Linked DNA regions of Mus musculus: region 1 is linked to region 2. The links are chromatin contacts, called in public Hi-C maps. All regions are on one chromosome and are shown on one strand. The core of a region is the stretch at or near the end of the contact, and the rest is flanking DNA. Distances in the headings are between cores, read along the strand shown.

What was found. A called contact is a pair of places that touch in the nucleus more often than the background predicts.
Region 1: a contact with region 2 is called in a Hi-C map of CD8 T cells, with 7 times the contacts expected there. The contact joins the promoter of Arl4a here to the promoter of Snx13 in region 2. A contact is called at or near these places in 2 of 484 Hi-C or Micro-C datasets (CD8 T cells and rod photoreceptor).

The regions. Positions count from the first base shown.
Region 1 is chr12:40,034,131-40,039,760 of GRCm38.p6, forward strand. It overlaps Arl4a (ADP-ribosylation factor-like 4A), which reads right to left and starts at 3,857. Exons shown (of 2, transcript NM_001039515.1): 1 at 3,708-3,857; 2 at 1-2,703. The coding sequence starts at 2,616. The coding sequence ends at 2,014. It overlaps Arl4aos (ADP-ribosylation factor-like 4A, opposite strand), which reads left to right and starts at 3,947. Exons shown (of 3, transcript NR_166749.1): 1 at 3,947-4,375; 2 at 5,557-5,630.
Region 2 is chr12:35,043,808-35,049,406 of GRCm38.p6, forward strand. It overlaps Snx13 (sorting nexin 13), which reads left to right and starts at 3,382. Exons shown (of 26, transcript NM_001014973.2): 1 at 3,382-3,604. The coding sequence starts at 3,590.

The sequences.
Region 1 (5,630 bases), core at 2,607-5,106, 5.0 Mb after region 2:
TTGCTGTTCTATAAATAAGAACAACATGGACTTGATGGTCCAATTCTAAGGTACAGAACAAGGGTCAAGAGCTAGTGAACACAAACTTTTGTTTTGTTTTGTTTTGTTTGAGACAGGGTCTCTTTATGTATCCCTGGCTGTCCTTGAACTCAGAGATCTGCCTCCCAGTTAAAAGCAGAGTGAAAATTTACACTGATTTAGAATTGAGGAAAACCAGCTTTATGATCCCATCAAGACTAGGGATTTGGGGGAGAATACTGAACTCAGTAAAGGGTGGGGTGGGGGTGGGGTGAACCCCCAGAAACTAGCCTTCTGTGGAAACCTCACCAGAGAAAATCCACACTAGTATAAAACTAAACATTCCAGCTGATAAACGTTCTTCTTACACATCTAATTAAAAGCTACAGAAGTGGAAATACATATAAACTCCAAGTGAGATTGTTATCCTAATGCCTCCAGCTGTTTATTGGTAACTATTCTCCACAGCTCTACTCCTAACACAGGCACATTTGACATGGACGCTCCACTGGGTGCTACGTCATTTTGTAACAAGAATCAAAGTTCCAAAAATTCACCTGTGTCACTGAAAAGAAAAAAAAAAGTAAAAGCTCAAAAATCAAACCGAGTCCTGTTAGCAAAGTGCACTTCCTTTGGTGATTTCAGTACAAACAGCTGTTGGCTTCAAACATAGGAAACATGCTGATTTGCTGTATGTGATTTCTGGAAATAAGTCTTCCTGGAGAGAAAAATGAAAGCTCTCCCCTCCTTGTAATTTCATTTTGTTTTTATTACAGAAGAAACAGCACCAGTTAATTGTCTTAAAATGGCTTTGCTACTTCTCCCGTTCATTTTCTAGGCTCCTAATTGCTATCTGCACTACTGTACCATTTCTTCCTACAACCAGAGCTAGGAAGCTCTGGAAATACTGTTCAGCCAATTAACAAAAAAAATTAAAGCTCAGAGCACATACTGAAAGGTACCTTACATTTTCATTCCACGGTGTATCAAGTAATTATAAAGCTTTCATTTCTCCCAAAATGCTACAAAAATATATGAAAAAAATCCGTTTCCATCCGGTAAATAGTAACAAAACAAGTATCTTTTAACTAGATCATTTAGAGACTATGTATTACAGTAATTCCCTCTAACTGAATTCACCACCACTTTCTCTATAAATCCATTCATGTATTCAAGCATATGTATTTAGTCAACATACTCATATTTACATCAGTCATTTTTTAGGTTCAAGTAATAGTGCGCTTCTGACAATGAACTATTTCTACAATAGCTCCAAGACCCCAAAATGTTGTTTTAAACCTGTGTAGACAGATGCATAGCTATTTCTAAAAACTATACACCAAAACATGCTTGTCAGGAAAACTAACCCATGCACTTGAATATACCCCAAATATTTTAATTAATGCTAGACCAACTAAATTAAACATTTTCTAGAATTAAAGAGATAGCATTAAATTGTTTCCAGAATAACGTTAAAAACCACCTTGTCAAAACCTCCAGAAAAAATACTTCCTTCTTATCGCAGCGTGTTCAACTTAGCTGTGTGTGCATGTGTACACACTGATCTCCCTTAACATTTCCATTCATTAGCATTTTGTGTTTACAAAGCCTCGTTTGCAATTTCTTGGCAAAGGCTTCCCCCCAAAAGATACAAGCACAAAACACTAGGGCATACACTCTTCAAAGTTTTATTTCACTAACTTCAGGTCAAATTTCCACAAAATTGTTTTCTGGTCAATTACTAGCCTTTTTTGACTTCCCAAAATGGTAGTACCAAAAGATTTGTGGGTCAGGGAGAAGAGACCACTTTAAGAAGCATTGCATTGACTCATCTTCCACAAGGCAACAGAGTTGGGTATCTGACTGTTCAACAAAACAAAGCTTTAATAGCATCCATGAGGGCAGACAGGCAAACCAGGCTGTAGACACTCTTCAGCTTGTCAGAAATCAGACCCAGGAAAACCTATTCCACACCAATATAAAAGGTACTGCCATTCATCTCTTCTTTTTCTGTTGCCGCAACATTTTTCTCCTTTTAATTATCATATCATGTAGTTTCTCGAGTCCTTCCTTTAGCCCATCTCCTATGATTGCACAGGTGGGCTGCAAATGCCAAGGAGTCGATGAGCTCAGTTCCCCCATTGCTAACAACTTCTCAATCTCTGAGAGAGAGAGCGAGTTCCTCAGGTCTTGTTTATTAGCAACTATAAGCACAGGGACTCCCTGATTTTCGGATATCCTAGTTATTTTATGAAGTTCAGTTTTGGCTTCTTCCATTCTCTCAACATCGACAGAGTCCACCACAAACACAATACCATCTGTGCATCGGGTGTATGACTTCCACAGTGGTCTTAACTTCTCTTGACCACCTACATCCCAGAAGTGAAAAGTGACTGTTTTGGAATTGCCCAAGGTTACCTTAATTTTCTCAGTGTTAAATCCTTTGGTAGGTACGGTATTTACAAATTCGTTGAACTGCAGCCTGTATAAAACTGTTGTCTTTCCAGCACAGTCCAAACCCAGAATAACAATGTGAAAGGACTGAAAGGACGGCAGGCTGGACAGGATGGAAGTCTGGTCTGACAGTCCATTCCCCATTTCCAGCTGCAAATGGTGTCTCAAACTGAACGCGTTCTTCTTATCTGCTTACAATTTCTCTTCCTGGGTGATCGGGCTACGCGATTGCTGGGGAGGAAATGAGTAAGTTATTACTGTGAGCACATTAAAAATGGGGTTTCTCTACTTTCGCCAAAAATAAGCACATGAGGGACTTAATAAAACTTGCTGTGAGTAAACACACCAGATGAGGTAGTAGATGTATTCAATCCAAAACAAACGATGCCTAACTGTCACCCAAAGGCTTTCTTCGATCCACTCTAACTGCAGTAACGTGTACTTTTCTCTATTCTCTACGATCCCCGAACCTCAAAAGCTCATTCTGAAGACAACCCAGGCGCCACTATCTGGTGCCGGTCACCGTATCCACCACTAAAGTGCCTTTTCTTAGCAGAAAACTCAAAAAAAGCAGCCCTATCTGGGAGATCTAACCAGGCACGTCTCACCCGGCACCCAGGCTCACTTTCCTGGCTCCGTCCCCGCTACCAAAGCTCTCACCTCCCGGGCTGGAGTCGGGATTCCAATGGAGGGACATTGGCTGATGTGTCTCTCTCTCTCTCCCCGCGAGGAACACGCCACAGCTCCTCTCAACCGAGACCTCCGCGCCGCTCTGGCGGACGCCCCACAGGGAAGCCCAGACTCGGCCTCTGGCCACGCCCACCCTCACGGCCCACCCAGGCCCCGCGATCCCATTGGTCAGCGCGTCAGGGCCGCCCTGCCACTCCCGCCCCGGCGCCCTAATTGGCAAGGGTGCCTGCCACTCCCAGGGCGGCAGCGCCAGGGCTCGCTCTCGGCCCTCCGGCACCACCTGTTGCCCTGAGTGGGAAACGAGCAGGCATCGCAAAGGACGCCGAGCCCCTGCTGCAGGTCCGGTCGCTCGGCCGCCTCGCGCACCTGCAGCATGGGCCACGGTGACGCGGCCCTACGCGGCGGGAGCGGCCCACCGCGCCTCAGCTCGCCGTGCGCCCAGGCTCGCTGGGCCGCGCCAGCCCCTCTACACACCGAACGCCTCCGGCAATACTGCCTCCGCCCCGCCGCAGGCCTCTTCTCCAACATGACCCCGCGCCACTCACCTGGCTGACGGTCCTCCGTCGTCCCGCCTCCGCGGCTGTCAGCCGCCGGGGAGTCTGTCCCCGGGCAGCGGCGAGGCCTGACGGCGGCCGGGCCGACGCCGCGCGCCAGCCGGGCTAACGGTGCTCGCCAGCCTCGCTCCGGGCCGCGGCTCCGCCCCTCGCGCCGCGCCTGCCCGCGGGGGTCGCGCGCGCGCGTGCTGGCCGCGTCTCCTAGCAACGCCCAAACAAGGTCACGTTCCAACCCTTTCGGCGCCCGCCGCCGGCGCAGACGGGCGGGGCTTCGGCCGCGGGTTCTCGGTCTTTCTGCCGCCCCAGGCTGGGTGCGGGAGGGCGTCGCCGGTACCGCCCCTCTTCCTGTCACCCTAGGGCGGCCTCTGGGCGACCGCGGTGTTGATTCAGGGTCCTTGATGTTGGAGGACACTGGCCGGGTGGGTCCCTTACGTCACGTCACAAGGCAGCCTGGGGGAGTCTGCGCTGCCGCCCTCCCTAGCATGTGCTGGCTAGGATGGTAGCCTACCTTTTGTAAGCCAAGCGCTACCTCCTAAGTGAGTCTACGCCCCACAAGTTGGAACAGGAACCAATGCCCCTATTAAGGAGGAAGAAACGCACTTTGGAAACGCTAAATATTTCCAGTAGCCCAAGAAGAACGGGTGATGAAGCTGCAGCTGGTAACTTATGACTAGTGGTAAAGCACATTGGGCTCCATAGTGTAATTGTGTACCACTATGTTTGGCCTTAGGAGGCAAACTGTCGTTTTTGTGAATATTCCAGTCTTTGTAAAAACAGAATGAACCAAATTGGTCATGAACCAATTATAAAACGTGACCAGCAATCTTTTAAAGATGTTTAGAAAAACAAACAAAGGGCATTTTAAAGCTTGGTAGAACCTACAAGAAATTTTTATCTGGAAGGCTATAATAATAGTGCAATTTAAAAGTGTATTTTAAACTAGATTCTGGCCAAGCACTTGAGAGGCAGAGGCAGGCAGATCTGGATGCTTCAGGGCCAGCCTGGTCTACATAGAGAGTTGCAGGCCAGCCAAGGCTACGTAGTAAACCGTGACTCAATAGATACATAGATAGATAGATAGATAGATAGATAGATAGATAGATAGATAGATAGATTGTAACTTTCCTAAGAAATTTCCTGATCTTAAAATTACCATAGCCAGTAGTATTTATTTTATGAATAGTAGAAAGGATTGGGCTTCTTTCTGTTGTTTTTGTTTCTTTGTGGTTTAGTTTTTCTGTTGTTTTGTTGTTTTGGTTTTCGGGGCTTGTTTGTTTGGGTTTGGGGTTTTTTGTTTTGTTTTGGTTTGGTTTTTGGTTTTGTTTGTTTGATTTTTGGTTTTGGTTTTCAAGATAGGGTTTCTCTATGTAGCCCTGGACCAGGCTGGAATCAAACTCAGAAATTTGCCTGCCTCTGCCTCCCAAGTGCTGGGATTAAAGGCATGCACCACCCTCACCACTGCTCACCTTATTTCCATTGTTTTTAATAGCTGATATAAAAATCTAAGGAATAATAAGCACAGTGCCTAGCTTTAAGACAGCATCATTAATTTAGGAAGAAAAATCTCAAATGGCATATTCTATAAAGTTATTGAATGTAATCTGAACTAAAGATTGTAACTAAGTATGGGCTCTCATTAGCCAGTTACAGTTATTAACATAAAAAGGGAGAAAAGCTTTTGTTCAAGAACTGCTCTCCTTGGGAATTTTAACAGAGATTCTTTATTAAGCTTGAATTGCTTGCAAATCTCCTTAAATAATTTAAGGTAAAACTGCACCATTTATAGTATTTTTGAGATCAAGATCCTACAGGTATTTCATGCTCGGTTCCATTTTTGCAGTCATAGACACAAAGCAGGTGAGATCTGACAACAGTGAGACTCCATCCAGCCTTGCAGAAAACATCTTGCTGAGC
Region 2 (5,599 bases), core at 2,132-4,631:
TTATAATCATGATTTAATAATAAAACTAAGATTGGCCTAATGCACACAAATTTAAATATGAACATTGTAGGATAGATGCGATTTGTTTGGGGAGTTAAGGACACATACTTTTTCAGTTTCTCAAAATGAAATTAGACCCATTTTGTGGAAAGATGACTATGTCAAAAAAATCTTTTTTTGTTTCAAAACCAAAGAAACTGGCAATAAATATTTAGCCTTTGGAGGCTCGGACATCAAGATCACCAGTGGCCTGTTCATGAGTATCTAGGGTTAGCTTTTGCCCATTACCTCTTCTGGGCCATCCTCTGTCTGTTACTCAGGCTGACCCACACAGCTGTTAGCAGCAAACCCTCTGCCGTATCACGTGCTTCAAAAGAAAGCTTGTTTTGTTTTAAATTTCTTATCGGTAGTCCAGCAGCCTCCTATCTCAGACTTCCTCTAAACCAACTGGCAGGAATAGGACATCCTCAAGGTCATAGGGAATGGAGTTGTGACCCTTGCTAAATTGGGGGCTTACTTTGACTTTTAGAGTTGCTTGTGTAGGCAGTTTCTTCTCTAGCTACATAACTCAGATTCTGTAACTTTCTGCAAAAGCACATTTTGCTTTATTGCTTTAGCTAGAAAACTGATGTATATCCAACACTGCAATACTTTTGTACAACAACATTGTAAGATGGTCAAGAGAAACTAGGCCAATAATCCTGGCAAGATTGAAAACCCAAGGCCCTCCTTTGTTATAGTGAGTTCACGGCCAGTTGGAGGAACACACTGAGACTCTATGTAAAGACAAAGAGTAACAAGAAATCTAGAGATATAGTTGATGGGTAGAGCTCTATTTTAGCAGGCAACGAGGCCTAGGTTCATTCCTAGTGTCACCAGGAAAATACAAAGTCTGTCCTGACACCTGCTAGCTCTGCAGTGACTCAAAAATACAAAATAAGAGTATTCAAAATTAAGTTTTAAATATTTGAGTTTTCAACACAGAGGATTTGTTTCTAGCTTCCATTAGGGTATTTTCCTGAGGTCTCGTAGGAAATGGCTCACTATTCATGTAAGAAACATTGAACATCCACTCTGTGCCACATGCTGGTCCAGTGTTTGGGGGCATTGAGGCAGCATAGCTTGAATACATGATATTCCTGATTTCATGAAGCCTGTACTCTACTAGACGACAGAAAATAAGAAGGGAACCAGCAAGTATAAGTACTATGAGAAGGAGAACACAGCAAACAGAGAAGATGGTAGGTGAGGGGCAACACAGTAAATGTGAGCCCAGGGCAGGGTTCCTTGCTGGTACTGGTAAGAATTCTTCTGAATAGAGTCAATTGTACTAATTATTACTGTCTAGCTGTGCTAATTACTGTCACAGGACAGTGGGATGTCCAGTTATTACAGGAGCAGGGAGTGGGCCTGAGTTGTTAGAACAAACTGTGTAGTTGAAATAACTTGTGTGGGGTGTTGGAAGAGGTGTGTGTGGGCAGACAATCAGCACAGGATTTTTTTTAGGTCATACTCAAAGATTCTGGCTGGGAAATCTGATCGGAAGGACTAGGAATCTTGCTTTGTTCCCAGGCTTACAACGTTCTGAATGCTTAAGGCACACCCATGTCACAGCACAGGTTTGTGTGCAAATCCATTCTGCTTTCACAAGGGTCTCCCTTAGCTACGGATGGCCTTGAACTGGCTTTGCTTACTTATTTCTAACCTGACAGTAACCTTGTATTTCTAACTCTCCAGGCATCACAGCCCAAGTGCTGGGATCACAGGCATTTGTTGCTACACCTGACTTAAGTGGTCCTGGGGATTTAATGTTGGGCTCTGAGCATGTTCAGCTAGGGCTCCTAGTTTGTCACCTTTAAAAAAGGGAAAACATCTTATACAAAAGGAAATTGATGGAAAAAGTGGAACAGAATACCCAGGGAAGCCACCTAAATTACAGTTTTAATTCAATAGTCGGTATTTTAAACATTAATGAACCTTCTGCATTCTTATTTACAGGATGGAACAGTATCTTCTTTCAGGTTCCTTGTTGTCTCTTCTCTTGGTTTCTCTCAGTATTAACACAGTTTGCATTTTCCAATCTTGTTTCCTATTTATAGATTAATCTGCCAGTGCTTCAATTATATTTGGTTGTATTGCAGACGTTAGAATGCACTTGTTCCAGTAACAGAAAAATTATATATATATAAGTTGCCCAGTAAAAAACAAACAAAAAAACCCAACTTTGCTATAAACTCACTGAATGGAGCAGTCGGGGCTTTTCTTCAAAGTCTGTATGACATCTTAAATGAAATTTTATTTTGGGGGACAGAACAGAATAGAGATAACACAGGGTTTGTAATGCACTTGCTTTATTCACTGTGGTGAGAATGAGTACCTCCTTAAATTACATTTAGCACAATAGTACCATTGTTAAGTGCAGATTCCATCACAAAGGAAGTAACTACTGGCTTTAGTTTTCCACAATTTCTTTTATAAACTTTTTCTTCTTCTTTTTTTTTTTTCCCGGTAAGAATGAGATACAAGTGTTTTATTTTTCAAGCCCAAACACTTCTCAGTTTCACTGTAAATTGGTTTGTAACAGCAGAGGCATGAAAAGAAAACTACTTCACGGGCAATTCAGGAAGAAGCGAGTGATTTTTACTGTCATTCCTGTAGAAGTGGACCGAGATAGTTGTCACGGTATCAGCAGTTCTAGCCACAGAACTTCGGAGTTCAGTCTCATTTTATTCGTAACTACTTACAGAGACACATGCTGAAATGCGTTCACTGTGATATATAAACATATATATATATATATATTTTTTTTTTTTGAATTCCCAATAAAGCCATAGAGACTACAGCTACCGGGCAAAAGCTGCTTGATTTTTAAGACTATGAAAGAAACACTAAGCCTTCAGGCTTGAGCAGGTTCTGGCCAATCAGCAAAGCAGTAGCCCTTAACTCTGCCAGGATCGGGGTGAAGGCGATCTGCCCTGATCGCGTCTACAACCTGTCGCGCACCCAGCACAGGACTTACTGAGCGCTGGGAGCAACAGAGGCAAGTTTCGGCCGAAGTTTCGGAATGAGGCGCGGCGCGGGCGGCAGTTTCAGGTCACCGCGCTGCGGAGGGGACCGCAGCCGAGTGTCCCGAGCACTCTACGGGCTCCACAGGGTCGGGGAGACGCGAGATGCCAGTTTCTCCGCCGGCACCCAGCCTCCGCTGCGCCACCAGCCCGCAAACCCGCCACCACGGTGGCCCGGGATCCAGCCCGCAGAGGAGGTCCCGGGTCGCGCGCGGCCCAGCCCCCGCCGCCGACCCTGCGCGCGCCGGCGCCATGGAGACAGTCACAAGACGCTCGCGCCCGGCGCGCCAGCCAATGGGAGCGCACGTCGCGGGGAGACGCGGACGTCGCTCTTCCAAGATGGCGGCGCGTCCGTCGCGAGCAGCCGGGCCGGGGGGAAGCCAGCGAAGCCGAGTAAAGCCGCCGCCCGGGACAGGACTGAAGCAGCAGTTGCCGCCGTTGGCGGCGGCCCGGGCAGTTTCCGCTGCTGCTACGGCTATTGCCATGCGGCGAGGCTAGGGAGGACCTCACTCCCCCGGGGTGTAATGATGTTAACAGAGGTAAGCGGCGCCCACTGTTTACCTGAGAGGCGGGTGAGCGGCCGGCGCCAGCCCGCCCGTCACCGACGCCGCTCCCGGCGCTGGGCCCGACCGGAGCCGAGGCCCGGCCGGCCGGGCTGGCAGCCGCCGGGTTCCCACAAGTGCCACCGAGTGGGCGCGGTGCTGACTCGGCAGAGTTCCACCTCCTCCTGCCGCCGCTCCCCTTCGCCCGAGCTGTCGCTCCTTCCTGGAGTCCGCTCCGCCTGCCCCGAGGCGGTCGTGGTCCCCGCGTCCCGGTGCTGGCCCTTGTCGGTGTCCCCGGCTTGCAGGGCCCTTCCCCTCCCGGCTGGGTCGGGTCAACCTCCTGGCGGTGGCAGCCGGCCTGAGCCCTACATTGGCTGCTCCGCGAAGTGAGCCAGGTTCCTCCAGCCACACTCGCTGGCCTCGCGCCCTCCTCCCCTGCCCCCACATCCCGTCACGTTCCTTCAGTCCCTGATCCCAAAGTTCAGTTTGGCATCCACCTTCCTGACCCGCGGATGGCCCCCTTGCTTCTCTCTGTGGGAACAGTTTTTCTCATTTGACCTGAAATGGAAGTAGGGCAGCAACGACGAACCAATCAGTTTCCCCTTCCTTAGTGCCCACTGTCCAGTGCAAAAACCAGACGTTTGAAGAAGTAGAGTTTGCCTGCACTAGCAGTACTTTAGGGGGAAGAACTTAATCGGTGCAGCTAGTTTAGTGACCAGAGGTGACATAGCTGGGCGAATGGTCTATTGCAGGTGTTGGATGTCTGACGCTTGTAGATTGGATAAAATCCCAGAGGCTGCTCCCTTAAGGTTCTGTGAGGATCCTAATGTCAGGGACCGGTTTGAACATCTTTGGGAGCTGATGTGAGGGTACTAAACCACGTTGATGGTCACTGGGAAGCAGTCCTACACGGGCCAAAAAGGACATTTTGAAATGGAAACATTGGAAACAAGTGGATTTTACTGTGTGAAAAGCGATGGCACAATAGGACACACTGGGTTCTCCAAGTTTTGGGAACTCGTCTAACTAAGTGCCTTGTACCTTAGTATCTGTTTTCATCTGTGCCCAGATTCTGGCAAACACGACGTGCCTGGGAAACCCCTATTGGTTGATTGTTAACTTAGGAACTACACATTTCTAGGAGTTAGACGTTCACTTTACGTTTCCTAATTCTACATATTTCCGAAGTTACTTACATTGTCACAGACTATGGTTATACATTGTCCTTAGTTGTGGATTTAAAAAGCAAGTAGCATCCCAAGTTTATTTTACTCTGATACTTAAGTGAGCAGCTGCTCTTACATCAGTATTAGTAACTTTTCAGTGGTGTCTATAATATATTAGCATGAAATATCTTTTTGATAAAACTTATTAGAGTTTTGATCTTTTCACAGGAAACTAGTGTGCTAATACAAGGGTACTGTCTTGATTCGGATACCCAGAGAGGATTCTAAACATCTGCATTTTATAGGACTTAATGTTTCAGTGAAGCCTTTTAAACAGGTCAGAGATTGTAGTAAGCTGTCCTTATGCTGTGTGTGTACATCAGTCTTGTTAGTGGCAGAGCCAGTGTTCCAATGCTGGCAGTGCCTGTAGAGCTATTTTATCAAGCTAACTTGATTTTATTTATTTTATCAAGCTGCCGCTCCAAAGTGAGACTCAGATTAAATTGTACTTTGATCTCATCTCCGATTTTCCGTAGACATTTTATAGATAAGCAGACTGAAGCCCAGAGACTTGTCCAAGGTCAAACAGTTATTAGTGGAATAGTTGACACTAGAAATCACATCTCCTGACTCAGCTCAGAGACCAACTATTTTGCTGAGCTGCTTTTCAGCTTTCTTGACCAATTTTAAAACATCTTACTTCCTCATCTGAATATTGCCATTAGTTGAACAGAAAAGAATTCATTACTTAAGAGTTTTAGCTTGTCATTTTTTTATAAAGCCCCACCAACTCCCACTTTGAAATATTGTAGATACAAATGACTTT